Linked DNA regions of Mus musculus: region 2 is linked to region 1. A link is a contact called in public promoter capture Hi-C data. All regions are on one chromosome and are shown on one strand. Each heading gives the region's core, a stretch centred on a gene start, on an enhancer-like site or on the middle of the called end of the contact. The rest is flanking DNA. Distances are from core to core; before and after follow the strand shown. Region 1 overlaps Cyp2f2 (cytochrome P450, family 2, subfamily f, polypeptide 2). Region 2 holds the start of Mia (melanoma inhibitory activity).

Evidence for each region. Promoter capture Hi-C pulls out the DNA fragments that hold promoters and counts their contacts.
Region 2: a promoter capture Hi-C map of liver shows a contact between it and region 1. The contact joins the promoter of Mia here to the enhancer-like site in region 1. A contact is called at or near these places in 8 of 39 promoter capture datasets (3T3-L1-derived adipocytes, embryonic stem cells, epiblast stem cells and 3 more), 10 of 484 Hi-C or Micro-C datasets (Sertoli cells, embryonic stem cells, liver and 3 more), 5 of 115 datasets of contacts at active chromatin or transcription factors (all in embryonic stem cells) and 3 of 9 other capture datasets (adipose tissue, liver and pancreatic islet).

The regions. Positions count from the first base shown.
Region 1 is chr7:27,125,990-27,132,102 of GRCm38.p6, forward strand. It overlaps Cyp2f2 (cytochrome P450, family 2, subfamily f, polypeptide 2), which reads left to right. Exons shown (of 10, transcript NM_007817.2): 5 at 3,202-3,362; 6 at 3,728-3,904; 7 at 4,305-4,446; 8 at 5,181-5,368. Among named protein-coding and RNA genes, the nearest start is that of Cyp2f2, 9.1 kb to the left of the region's middle. Within about 2 kb of position 3,157, at least 6 of the 459 cell types and tissues checked have an H3K27ac peak or open chromatin away from gene starts, as enhancers often do. A contact at or near this core is called in liver, where this site is marked.
Region 2 is chr7:27,179,577-27,185,781 of GRCm38.p6, forward strand. It overlaps Mia (melanoma inhibitory activity), which reads right to left and starts at 1,573. Exons shown (of 4, transcript NM_019394.3): 1 at 1,346-1,573; 2 at 1,124-1,257; 3 at 593-703; 4 at 165-258. The coding sequence starts at 1,469. The coding sequence ends at 235.

The sequences.
Region 1 (6,113 bases), core at 1,907-4,406:
TTATTTCTTATGGGATTTATAATTAAGAAGGTAGAACACCTTCCTAGAATCCCACAGGAGGTGGTTGGGGGCATAGTTCAATAGTAGAGCCTCTGCCTAGAATCCCCCAGTGAGGGGCTGGGGGTGTGGCTCAGTGGGAGAGCCCCTGCCTAGAATCCCCCAGTGAGGGGCTGGGGTGTGGCTCAGTGGTAGAGCCCCTGGCTAGAATCCTCCAGTGAGGGGCTGGGGGTGTGGCTCAGTGGCAAAGTTCTTGCCTAGTGTGCATAAGACCTCAGTTCTATGTCAGCAATACAAAGTTCAAACAAAATCACAGTTTTCTACAAAATCACAGTTTTCTACAGTTCCAAGACCCTTGGGTATGCTCATCTCTCTAAAAAATTCATTAGCACTCAGAAGGTTGAGACAAGAGGATCATGAGTTCATGGCCAGTCTTCACAGTACATCAAGTTCCTGAACAAGAAAAGAAAATCACATAAACCGACGGAGTCTCAGAATCTGCCCCATTTTACAGAAGAAACAGAAATGCAGGGGGGAAAAAACAAACAAACCAAAACAAAACAAAAAACAGCCACAACAACTCTTCCCTGCTCTCCAAATCTTACTGGATTTGGGAGAAAAAAATTGGGATCACATGTGACGTAAGCGTGGTCATAGCTGCTTATGTTAGCTTCTTAACGCTCTGATACATTCCCACAAATGCGGCTAGTGAGATGTCTCAGCAGACAAAGGTACTTGGTACCAAGCCTGGCCAAGACAGTGGAAGGAGAGAGCATGTCCTCTGACCTTCATTTTCATGTCATCGCGTGTGCACACACACACACACACACACACACACACACTCACTCACTCACATGCACACACCAAATACATAAAAATTTATTTTTTCAATTGGCACAAATGCACTATATTAATATAACACAAATTGTTTGCTTGTTTTACCTAGGTTGTCACTCTGTAGCCCGAGCTCATAGCAATTTTCCTGCCTCTCTCCCATGTGCTTCAATTACAGGTGCAAGATACCACACCCAGCCAGATTCATTCTTTTTCATGGTTTTATAGATTCAAAGTACTAAGGGGGTCAATAGAATGCTCTCTCTCTCTCTCTCTCTCTCTCTCTCTCTCTCTCTCTCCCTACCTCCCTCTTCCTCTTCCTCTTCCTCATTTTCCCCACCAACACACTTTTTTTTTTTTCAAGATAGGATTTCTCTCTGTAGCCCTGGCTGTCCTGGAACTTGCCTGTAGACCAGGCTGGGCTCAAACTCAGAGATCTACCTGCCTCTGCCTCCTGAGTGCTGGGCTTAAAGTCGTGTGCCACCACCAATCCAGCTAACACACTTTGTTTTATATGCACTTAACTCTTCTTTATAAGGACCTTACTAAGGTCCACCCAGGTAATTCAGAATAGTCTCATTATCAAATTTATTTTTGAGATTTTAAGATCTTTTTAAATTATGTGTCTGGGGGAGGTGTATGCACATGAGTGCAGCTGCCTGAAGAGACCAGAGGCATTGGGTCCGCCTAGAGTTGAGGTATAGACAATTGTGAGCTGCCCAGTGTAGGTACTGAATACCAAACCCATGTGATCTGCAAGAGCAGTCCATATTCCTAACCACTGAGCCATTTCTCCAGCCCCATATTACAAAACTCTGAATAACATCACATCTAAGGTAAGATCCTGGGGTGGGGAGATGGACTCTCGTGATGTCCAGTGTTCCACCTTCCACAGCAGTTTGCTTTGTAGCAGCCCCATGATGGATCAAGTCTCAGTTATAAATTTCCCTGACTCTTTCTAAGAGCTCCATGAGGAGGAGTCTATCACCACGCCCATTTTATGGATGGGAACTGAGGTTCAGATTTAAAAAAAAAAAAAAAAAAAAAAAAAACATGGAGACTAAGAGCCCACACTAGAATCAAAGCAAAGTCCTACCTCCAGAAACTGTTTTCTGGACTTTCTGCTCTTACACCTTAAATGTTGTGTTGAAATGTGAGTTTTGTTTGTTTGTTTTCATAACAGAAACTCTGTAGCCCAGGCTGGCCTGGAACTCACAATGAGCCTCCTGCCTCAGTCTCCCAAGTGCTGGGATTACAGGCCTCCTGCACCACCTGACCTAGCATTTGTTGCTTTTATTGTATCCTATAGTGTGTTTGGCTGTTGAATGATAAGAGGTTAGACAATATGTTTGTGGTCTATCCTGAGGTAAAGTTGTCCTCTGGCATTGTGTATGACACTTCACTGTGAGTCTGCTGCACCCCAATGTTAACTTACTATGCATCACCTCTTCTGCTGCCAGGATACTACAGTGTGTTCTGCACTATCCTATGAGTTGCTGTGAGTTACTGCTGTATGTTGGCAGCCGGATGTTGGAGTATACTGACACCATGAGGTGGTACATTGCGACTGCGCCTTGGGATGTCCCTGGGCTGTCTGTACTGGCATATTTTGTGCTTGGTTGGTTTATGAGGTTTGGTTTGGTTTCTTTCATTGAGACAAAGTCTCTCATAGCCCTGGGTGGTCTCAAACTCTCTATGCAACCAAGAATAACCTGGAACTCCTGATCCCTACCCTCTGCCTCCCAAGTGCTGAGATTGCAGAGGTCAACCACTATAAACAAATGTCTATTTTTTTTATTAATTTAGGGTTTACTTGTATGCATATGTGTTTGTGGCATGCAGAGTGTTCAGGGGTGCCTGCCAAGGTCATAAGGAAGGTCAGATCTCCTGGAGTTATAGGCAATCATTAATAGCCTGAGGAAGCCCTCTGGTCCCTAGCTGTCTGATTTTGAGACAGTTTTGAGCCTTATAACCCAGGCTGACCTCAAACTTGAGGCAACCATCCTGCCTCAGCAGGGGTTACAGGTGCTAACCACCCTTAGGACTCTTTGGCTGTACTCACTGGTGATTTTGTGGGCAGCTGTTGGCTATGATACCTGTGTGCCGTGCTGTGGGCAGTGTAATGTATTCTTGTTCTGCAAGAGTTTTGTTGTACATGACATTGCCAAATTATTTAGGAGTATTGTCATATCACACATTGCGTGGCCTGTCATATTGCACATTGCGTGGCCTCGTGAGAGCATTCTGGACTGTGAGGTGCTGTCTCACGGTGGGTGAATTCTGAGCAAGCAGGAATCGTGGGAGCACTCCATCTGGCACATGTTGTATTGGCAGAGCTTCACACTGACCTACTTCATCTCTCCACCTCAGGCAAGCCCTTTGACCCCGTGTTTATCCTGAGCCGCTCTGTGTCCAACATTATCTGCTCTGTCGTCTTCGGAAGTCGCTTCGACTATGACGATGAGCGTCTGCTCACCATCATCCACTTTATCAATGACAACTTCAAGATTATGAGCAGCCCTTGGGGCGAGGTAAGCACTCGGAGGTCAACCAGATGGGATCATGGGTCCACAGGGTCCAAAAATGTACCAGGGGCCAGTGATGAGATACATGCCTATAAACCCCATACTAAGGAGGCCGAGGGGAGAGGATTGCCACAAGTTCCTGACCAAGCTAGACAAAATAGAAAGAACTCCTCCTTAAAACCCCACCCCCAGTTACACGGTCCACCCATCCTCCTCTGTCCTGCCCCCCTCCCTCCCACTCTCGTTCCACCCTTGCAGAACTTGGCTGCCCATGACAAGACCAGGTCAGAGTTGATTTAAGTTTGCTTTGCTTAGCCTATCCATCAACCCCCAAGCTTGCTTCACGAAGCCTCTCCAACTCTGGTCCCCAGATGTACAACATCTTCCCAAGTGTCCTTGATTGGATACCTGGGCCACACAAACGCTTGTTCCGGAACTTTGGAGGCATGAAAGATCTCATTGCCCGCAGCGTCCGCGAACACCAGGATTCCCTGGACCCCAACTCTCCCCGGGACTTCATCGACTGCTTCCTCACAAAGATGGCACAGGTAGCTGTAGGATGAAGATTCTCCCTCTAGGCTGGTGTGAAGCCCTCCTGCTGCCCCCTCCCGCTCCCCGCCTCAAACGTGCACAGATCTCAGTTTGGGTAGAGTCCTGAAGCTGTGGCACCTGGCCCTGCTGGACAGCTGCCCAAAGCGACTACCAATTAACAAATTATTAAGCCGTTGTGGTTGGCCAAATTGTTCACCTTGGGCCTTGTCACTTTTTCTCTCTCCCTTCACACTACCCGGCTCCCACCAAAAAAAAAAAAAAAAAAAAAAAAAAAAGTTAGCTCAAGAGAGGGACAGAGCCAGCGACTAGTGACGGTAGCAGTTGAGTGGATCACAGAGGCTCCGAAGTATAAGCTTCTCCCAGTCCCTGACTCATAGTACCATCCTTCAACCACAGGAGAAGCAAGACCCACTGAGCCACTTCAATATGGATACCCTGCTGATGACCACACACAACCTGCTCTTCGGTGGCACAGAAACCGTGGGCACCACACTGCGTCACGCCTTCCTTATTCTTATGAAATACCCCAAAGTGCAAGGTACACGGGCAGCAATGTCCCCTCTACATTACCTCCTCCCTTCTCCTACCCTCCACCCCCACCCTACCCCGTCCAGAGGGTCTAGTAGAGCCCTCCATTAACAACCCTCTCATACAAGCCAAACCAACTAAGAGGCCCTCAGGGTCCACACAGTGCCATTCCCGACCATACCTGAGTACTATTGGCCCTGCCCACAACACATGCGACTGTCTGTCTGGCCTCTGAATCCTTCTTCCTCTGTCATCTCAAAACCCCGCCCCTGAGACCCAGTCACAAGGTCTGCTAAGAACCTTGAACTCTTCTGAATAACATGACTCCCTCCAGCACATAAGCCTCCCCTTCCCCAGGCTCCGCCTCCTGGGTGTCTTCCTGGCTTTGCGGGAGATAGCTGCACTGCCCACACACTAGGTCCATGAGCCTCAAAGCCCTTCCAGAAATCAAATGAGGATCCTAGGATCCAAACAGCCCTAAAGCCCACCTACACAAACTCACACCCAGAAACCCATGCAACAATCAACATTTTTCCCTCTTGAAAACAAATGCTTTGAAACCCAGACTAACCAGAACTCACAGCTATCTTCCTGCCTCAGCTTCCTGCGTGCAATGATGACAGGCCACTGCCTACAACTAGAAAAGCTCTGACTTGATCCTGTCCCATGAACTCCCACAAACCTGCCCCAGTCCCAGCGGTTCCTCAGAGACCATCATTCACTACCTTCTCCTTCTACCTCCAGCCCGCGTGCAGGAAGAGATTGACCGTGTGGTGGGGCGCTCGCGGATGCCGACGCTGGAAGACCGTACATCCATGCCTTACACAGATGCAGTGATCCACGAAGTGCAACGCTTTGCTGACGTCATCCCCATGAACCTGCCTCACCGTGTCACTCGGGACACACCTTTCCGGGGCTTCCTGATACCCAAGGTGTGCTGGGCTCCTAAAATGACATAGGGGTAACCTAGGAAGGGTACCTCAAGCTTTTGTAATTGGCTAAGAGGTACCCTAGACCCTAGCAATCAGCTCCCAGGGTACCAATCAGCAGAGGTGGGAAGTTGCCAATATTTTTTTCCAATATTTAATTTTGTTTTTTACATGTATGGTGTTTCCCCTAAATGGCTGTGTACCACATGCATGCAGTGCCCAAGGAGGCCAAAAGAGGGCGCTGTGGCCTCTGGAACTGAATATACAGATGGTTGGGAGGCATCAAGAGGGTGCTGGGAATTGAACACAGGTTCTCTGCAAGAGTAGCCAGTGCCCTTAATACCATCTCCCCAGTCTTTTTTTTTTTGGGGGGGGGGTTCCCTTATAGCCCAGGTTGACCTTGAACTCCCTACGTGACTGAGGTTGGACTTGAACTCCCGAAGCTCCTGCCTCCTCCTCCAGTGTATTGGAATTCTACCACCCCTGGCTTAGCCATTTTAGATGCTTTAAAACAGAGTTCCTTCATATCAGAAGAGATCGGAACTCCATACACCTTCCTATCTCAAGCCCCTTCCTCAGACCCCTTTCCAGAACTACTGGGCTCTGGAATTTTATCTAAACATCTCCTGAGGCCAAAATACCATTCTTGGAGGACACCCTCTCCAAACACTCCACCCCAACTCCCACCCCACCCCACTTTGCACCCCAGCACACCCCCACTCAGAAATCCCGCGTCTGCTTCTACAAA
Region 2 (6,205 bases), core at 323-2,822, 52 kb after region 1:
CTTGGGGGTCCCAAACCTTACCTTGGAGCAAAGGGCTTGCAAAGTGAAATTCTGCCTAGTAGCCACTGACGTTACAACATTCAGGGCATTAATTGGCTATATTCAGAAACCCGTGAAACATTCTTTGCACATACCCACCCAACCCCAAAAACCAAAGAGACAAATAGTTTGCCATTGGCTGCTGTATTTGCATAGAGCCGGAAGGGTAACTGCAGGGATAGCGGTAGGCTGAGCTCACTGGCAGTAGAAATCCCATTGCTGAAAAAGAGTAGATAGAAAACCAACCAGTGATGACATTGCAATGCGCCTAGTGGTTCTAACAAAGTTATAGCTGCAAGGACTAGGTTTGATCACCCAGAAATGAACACATTAGCTTCCAGTACTGCACCCTCTGCCATTTCCCAATTAGAGATCACTCAGCACTGGGCAGGGCCTGTAAACTCAGCAGCCCTCAGGAGGCTGAAACTGGAGGCTAGTGATTTTGAGGCCAGCTTGGGTACATACCAACAACAAAAATAATTACTTCTCATAAACAGGTAAGCAAATAAAGGAACTATCATCCTACTCCCACCTCCACCCCCAAGACACTCACATCGGTCTTCATATCAATTTTGCCAGGTTTCAGAGTCAGGTCCTCCCGGACAATGCTACTGGGGAAATAGCCCAGGCGGGCTGCCAGGTCTCCATAGTAACCTCCCTGAACCTGGAGAAGAAGTTAAAAGTCCATCTGGGGAAACGGCACTTATGCTTGCTGAACGCCTGTGTACAATCTTCCCTCTTACTTGAATCTCAGCTTAAATGCCATTTGCTCATGGATAGAATGTTGCCACTACAACTAATCCTCACAATGTCATGTTTGCTGCCACTTTTGATGGCTTGCTGGTTGCCTGCCTCTACCCCTTTGTTCACTGTTGTATCCCGGGTATGAAAAAGAGCTTTGGCGCTAAGCTTCTCTGTAATTTCTAAAGAAAAAAAAAAAAAATGCAATAAGTAATAAAATGTCCTTCCTTCCCCCAAATCTCGTTTTCCCCTCCCCCCAAATCTTCCCTTCATATGGAAAACAAGGCTTTACAAACCCAAACAAACCCCACACCCTTCCCATTATCACTCTCTGAAGACTCACACTGCCTCCCCAGAAAAGGCGCCCACGGCCCTTCAACTTGGAGAAGACATACACCACTTGGCCCCTATATATAGTCAAGAAGCGGCAATCAGGGGCCACGTAGTCCTGGAGGGCCACAGCCATGGAGATAGGATCTGGGGAGGGAGAAGGAAATGACAGCAACTGCAAAACAGACTAGCAGTCCAAGCCTTCAGCCCCCTTCCCTTGTTCCCTGACTCTTACGGCTGCATTCCTCGTCCGCACACAGCTTCCAGTCAGCCAGCTTGGGCATAGCTCGATCAGCCCTGCTAGGCCCTGAAAAAACAGACAAGACGACGATGCCAAGGAGCACTGGGGACCACACCATCATGGACTGAGAATGACCAAGTGAAGAACGAGGTCTCTGGGCTCCTCCTGCCCTCCTTCCAGGCTGAATATCAAGGAAACCTGTGTTCTCGATCCTGTCTCCGCCCCAAACCAAATTTCACCCTCACCCACTCCCCAAGGTTGTTCTCCAGCCAGTACCATTTTAGAGAGAGGGTAAGGGCTATGGGCCAAAGAAAATGCCTACTCGAGCCCAAAGCAATTCAGGCAATTCCAAGTAGCGATCACCCCCTGGATAACTAGAGACGCAGATAGGCAGGCTGGACTATCTGATTCCACCTTCAAGTCGTTTTAGGTACCTGGACCCTCCAGAGACCAAGCTAGAGGAGCCAGTATAGAAAACCACCCTGGAATTTCCTGTGCTGAGGTCTGAGAACAAGGCAGTTCTTTGATTAGCAGCCACAGCCAGGGTTCCCAGGTACTGAGCAAACACTCAACGTCTGGCCTCAGGCTAGGCACTGTCCCACCTGGCTCACTGTGCACATTCACAGGCTACTTCCTCACTAGAAGCTAAGCTATTCTAGCTTATGAGCTTCAACCCACTCATCTATAAAGAAAGCAATGAAAGCAAACAACTGCTGCATGTATGTCTGAGTACTGCATGTGTGCCTGGTATTTTTAAAGGCCAGAAGAGGGTCTTGAGTCTTCTGGAACTGGAGCTACAGAGCTAGGTGCTAGGAATCAAACCTGGGTCATCTGGAAGACCCACTCGTGCTCTGCTCTTAACCGCTGAGCCATCTTTCCAGCCCACTCTTTTTTCTTGAGACACCGATCTACTACTGCACAGCCCTGGCTGGCCTGGAACTCCCTATAAAGACCAGACTGGCCTCAAACTCTTAAGAGATCAACCTGCCTCTGCCTTTCCAAACGTGGGTAAGGCATGCACCAGCAAATCATATGCATGTGTGTGTATGTACACCCACACAAAATATATATGTGTATATACTATATATATGTATGTATGTATATATACACATACATATATATGCATGTGTAAAAATCATATATGTATATATCAGGGATGGTCTGAATTGCCTCAGGAGTAGCCCTGACAAGCCCAGTTCACAAAGAAATTGAGCTAAAGAATGTATGTCTATGGTAACTGAACCAGGAAGGGGAAAAAAAGATTTATTTCAGGGTTTCTTAGTATCACTGTTATCTGACCTGACATGCCTCTTAGAAGGAGCAGTCCATGAACAGACGTGCAAGGAACAGAGGCCCAAAGAGCATGTTTAGTGACCTCACAAGGATGCAATCAACAGACTGAGGCTGAAACTATAGCTTAATGGTTATAGTTTGAATAAGGTGGTCCCAATAGGCTAGTATATGTGAATGTTTGGTTCCCAGTAGGTGGAACTGTTTAGGAAGGTTGGCAGATGACCTTGTTGGTAGAGTTCTGTCACTGGGTGTGAGCTTTTAAGTTTCAAAAGCTCAAGCCATGGGGGAGGGGAGAGGGGATTTTCAGAGGGGAAACTAGGAAAGGGGATAATATTTAAAATGTAAATAAAGAAAATATCTAATAAAAAATTTTTTAATGAAAAAAAAAGTCCAAGCCAGACCCCCCACCACACCCCCACACATTTCCTCTCCTTTTCACTGCCTCATCTTGCCAGGTTTAAGCTCTCAGCTATTGCTTTGGCATCATGCCTGCCTGCTGCCATGCTGTCATAATCACCACGAACTGATTCTCTTCAACTATAAGCAAGACCTCTAGTAAATGCTCTGCCTTTAATTTACTTTAGTTCTGGTGTCTCTTCATAGCAACAGGACAGGAACATAGTGGTTGAATGCCTGATAATCTTGGGTTCAATTCCCAAGCCAAAAAATAATGTATGATAATTTATAACTAAAATATATGTCAGGGGCCCAGGACTGAGCTTGTCTAGTATGTACAAAGCCCTGGGTTCAATGCCCAGAACCACAAAAACTAAAACAGTAAGACCACTGTAAAATAAGTGTAGGAGGTGATTTCCTTGAGAAGTTTTAGACACAAGTTGGTAAATAAATGAAGCTGGTAGCAGAGACCATGAGGTAGCATGTTGTTCTCATGTTTTGAATTTCCCAATTTAGAATACATCAAAGTGTTTCTTTGGGCAGTAGATATTTTACTGTAAATACTAGTTTCAAATCTTGGCACTGTGAAGATTCAAGGCATGAAAATCTGAAGGCCTCTGGGAGACAACTAACTAATACATAGGGGACTAAATGTAGCTCTATTGGTAGACTCCTTGGCCTGGCATCCGCCGGGCCCTGGGGTCCACCCACCGCACTAAATGACCTGGGTGAGGCAGTGTACCACTTACAATCCCAGGATTATTGATGTAGAGCTAAGAGGACAGAAGTTCACAATCACCCTCAGTTACAGTGACTTCAAATTCACATGCTTGTCTCAAAAAAACAAAAATATAACCCTCAGGGGCTGCAGTGGTTAATACTTGCTGCTCTTGCAGAGGACCCAAATTAAGTTCCTAACACCAATATGGTGGGGGCTCACAACCATCTGCAACACCAGTCACGGGGGATCTGATGCTCTTCTGACCTCTGAGGTTACACATGGTACATAAACATACTCGAAGGCAAAATACTCACACACATAAAATAAATCTAAAATTAAAAAGTAAGCTTCCAATATAGGGAACTAACTGCATGGTCAGTACTGCCAGCGATTTGGAGATACACAGGATACCTCATCTGCATAAGCCATGTGCAAAGCTGAAAATTCAGGCCTTCCTAGACAAAAGAAACAGGCAGGTACTCACGAGCCGGGCGTGGTGGTGAACGCTGCCTTTAATCCCAGCACTCGGGAGGCAGAGGCAGGTGGATTTCTGAGTTCGAGGCCAGCCTGGTCTACAAAGTGAGTTCCAGGACAGCCAGGGCTATACAGAGAAACTGTCTCTAAAAACCAAAAAAAAAAAAAAAAAAAAAAGTACACTCACCATATTGTCTTATTGTAGAAATGTCTCTATTCCCCCAAAACTCAATTTACTTAAACCCACTCAGTGTTTCCAATGTACTCGGCACCAAAATACTTACCTGACATGCATGTGGACTTTGGTGCCCATAACAGAAAAAAAAAAAAAAAAATATATATATATATATACCACTAGGTTCTTGGTGGGTCAGAAATCTTGGAGCTGTATGTCTGACTTTAAGTCTGAGGCTGCAACCAACAGGTCATGAAATATGGAACTTTCATCCGATGGCTGGACTTGAGGGATGCCCGCCCAAGCCCCGGTAAACGCCCCGAAGCGTGCAATTGCTTGTAAAAATTGGACTGTGGACTATGGGGGTAGGGGGAGGTGATGAGGAGGGCTGACTCAGGGACCTCTCCCCAGCCTAGTTTTGTGTGTGTGACTGTGTGTATGGGAGTTTAGTCGGAATGCATGTTGTATTCATGCCCGTGGATCCCCTCGGGGTGGAGTTACTGACATGTGGGTGCTGAGACTCTAACTCTGGTCCTCTGAAAGCAGACAGTGCTCTTAACCACTGAGTCATCCCCAGCCCTCCCAGCTTGCCACCTGCCAAAGCCAACGAAAGGCAGCCTTTGTCTTTAATAATGCATATAACATCTCATTTTTATTATTATCCAGAAACCCTTCACCATTCTTATCCACCCTTTGACTTACTATGGTTTCAGATACCCTTTGGTCTGGAAATGTTAAATAAAAACTTCTAGGCGTAATTTGTTAATTATGAATTCTATGTTATTTTGAACAATGCAATGAAATCTCACCCGCTTCCATTTCAGCACATTTTTATCCACGCACGTTGTGTATGTCAGCCAAGCACCATCTATGTAAGCAGACCGAGGCTCTTGTGGCTTGTGTCCAAGTCATGACTATACTTTATAAGGGACTCAAAGCACAGTGCTAATGTCGCTGGCTACTCACGGATGTGGAAGAACCAAGTGTGCTACCACATACCTATAGTTCCAGCATCTGGGAGTCTGGGGCAGGAGGATTGTGAATTTGAAGTCAACCTAGAATGCATAGCCCACATCAGAGGGGAAAAAATGTTTTTAAGACTTTATGTTTAGGTAAGTAGGGGATGGGTATATGTGCATGAGTGCAGTGCCTGTGGAGGCCAGGAGAGGGCAGCAGATCCCCCTGTGACTGGAGTTATAGACAGACAGCTACGACCCCAAGTGGGCACCAGGACACGAAACTTGGGATACCAGAAAGTGCAAGTCGTACATATCTCCATCCTCCACCCCACCCTACCCTGGGTGGGGGCAGGGCAGTATATTAGCCAAGAGGTTTTGTGCTTTCTACAAAGGATGAGGGGGAAGAAATGGAAATAAGACTGTGAAATTGTGAAAAAAAAAGGTTGCTAGTTTTACTATCACACCTCCCTCCAACCGCCAGAGTTACAGCCATTACATGTGATGGACGCTCCGTGGCGATGGAAGAAGCTGGATGTGATGGGAGATGCTTATAAACATCTCCAGTGGTGGTGGTGTGTGTGAGGGGGTGTTGGCTCAGGCTACAGTGAGTGGGGGCTGGGTGAGCAGTCTAAGACCCCACCTAAAATAATGAAGATGGGAAAAAGTACTGTAGGTTCCTGAACTCTGGATTCAATCAGAAATGTACTGCTGGAGGGGAAGGGATGGAAGAAGGGGGGTTTTCAAGTGGGTCACCAGTTCAAACACACGAGGATTTAAAAAGCATCAACAAATTGGTGACACACACCTTTAATCCCAGCACTTGGGCAGCAGAGGCA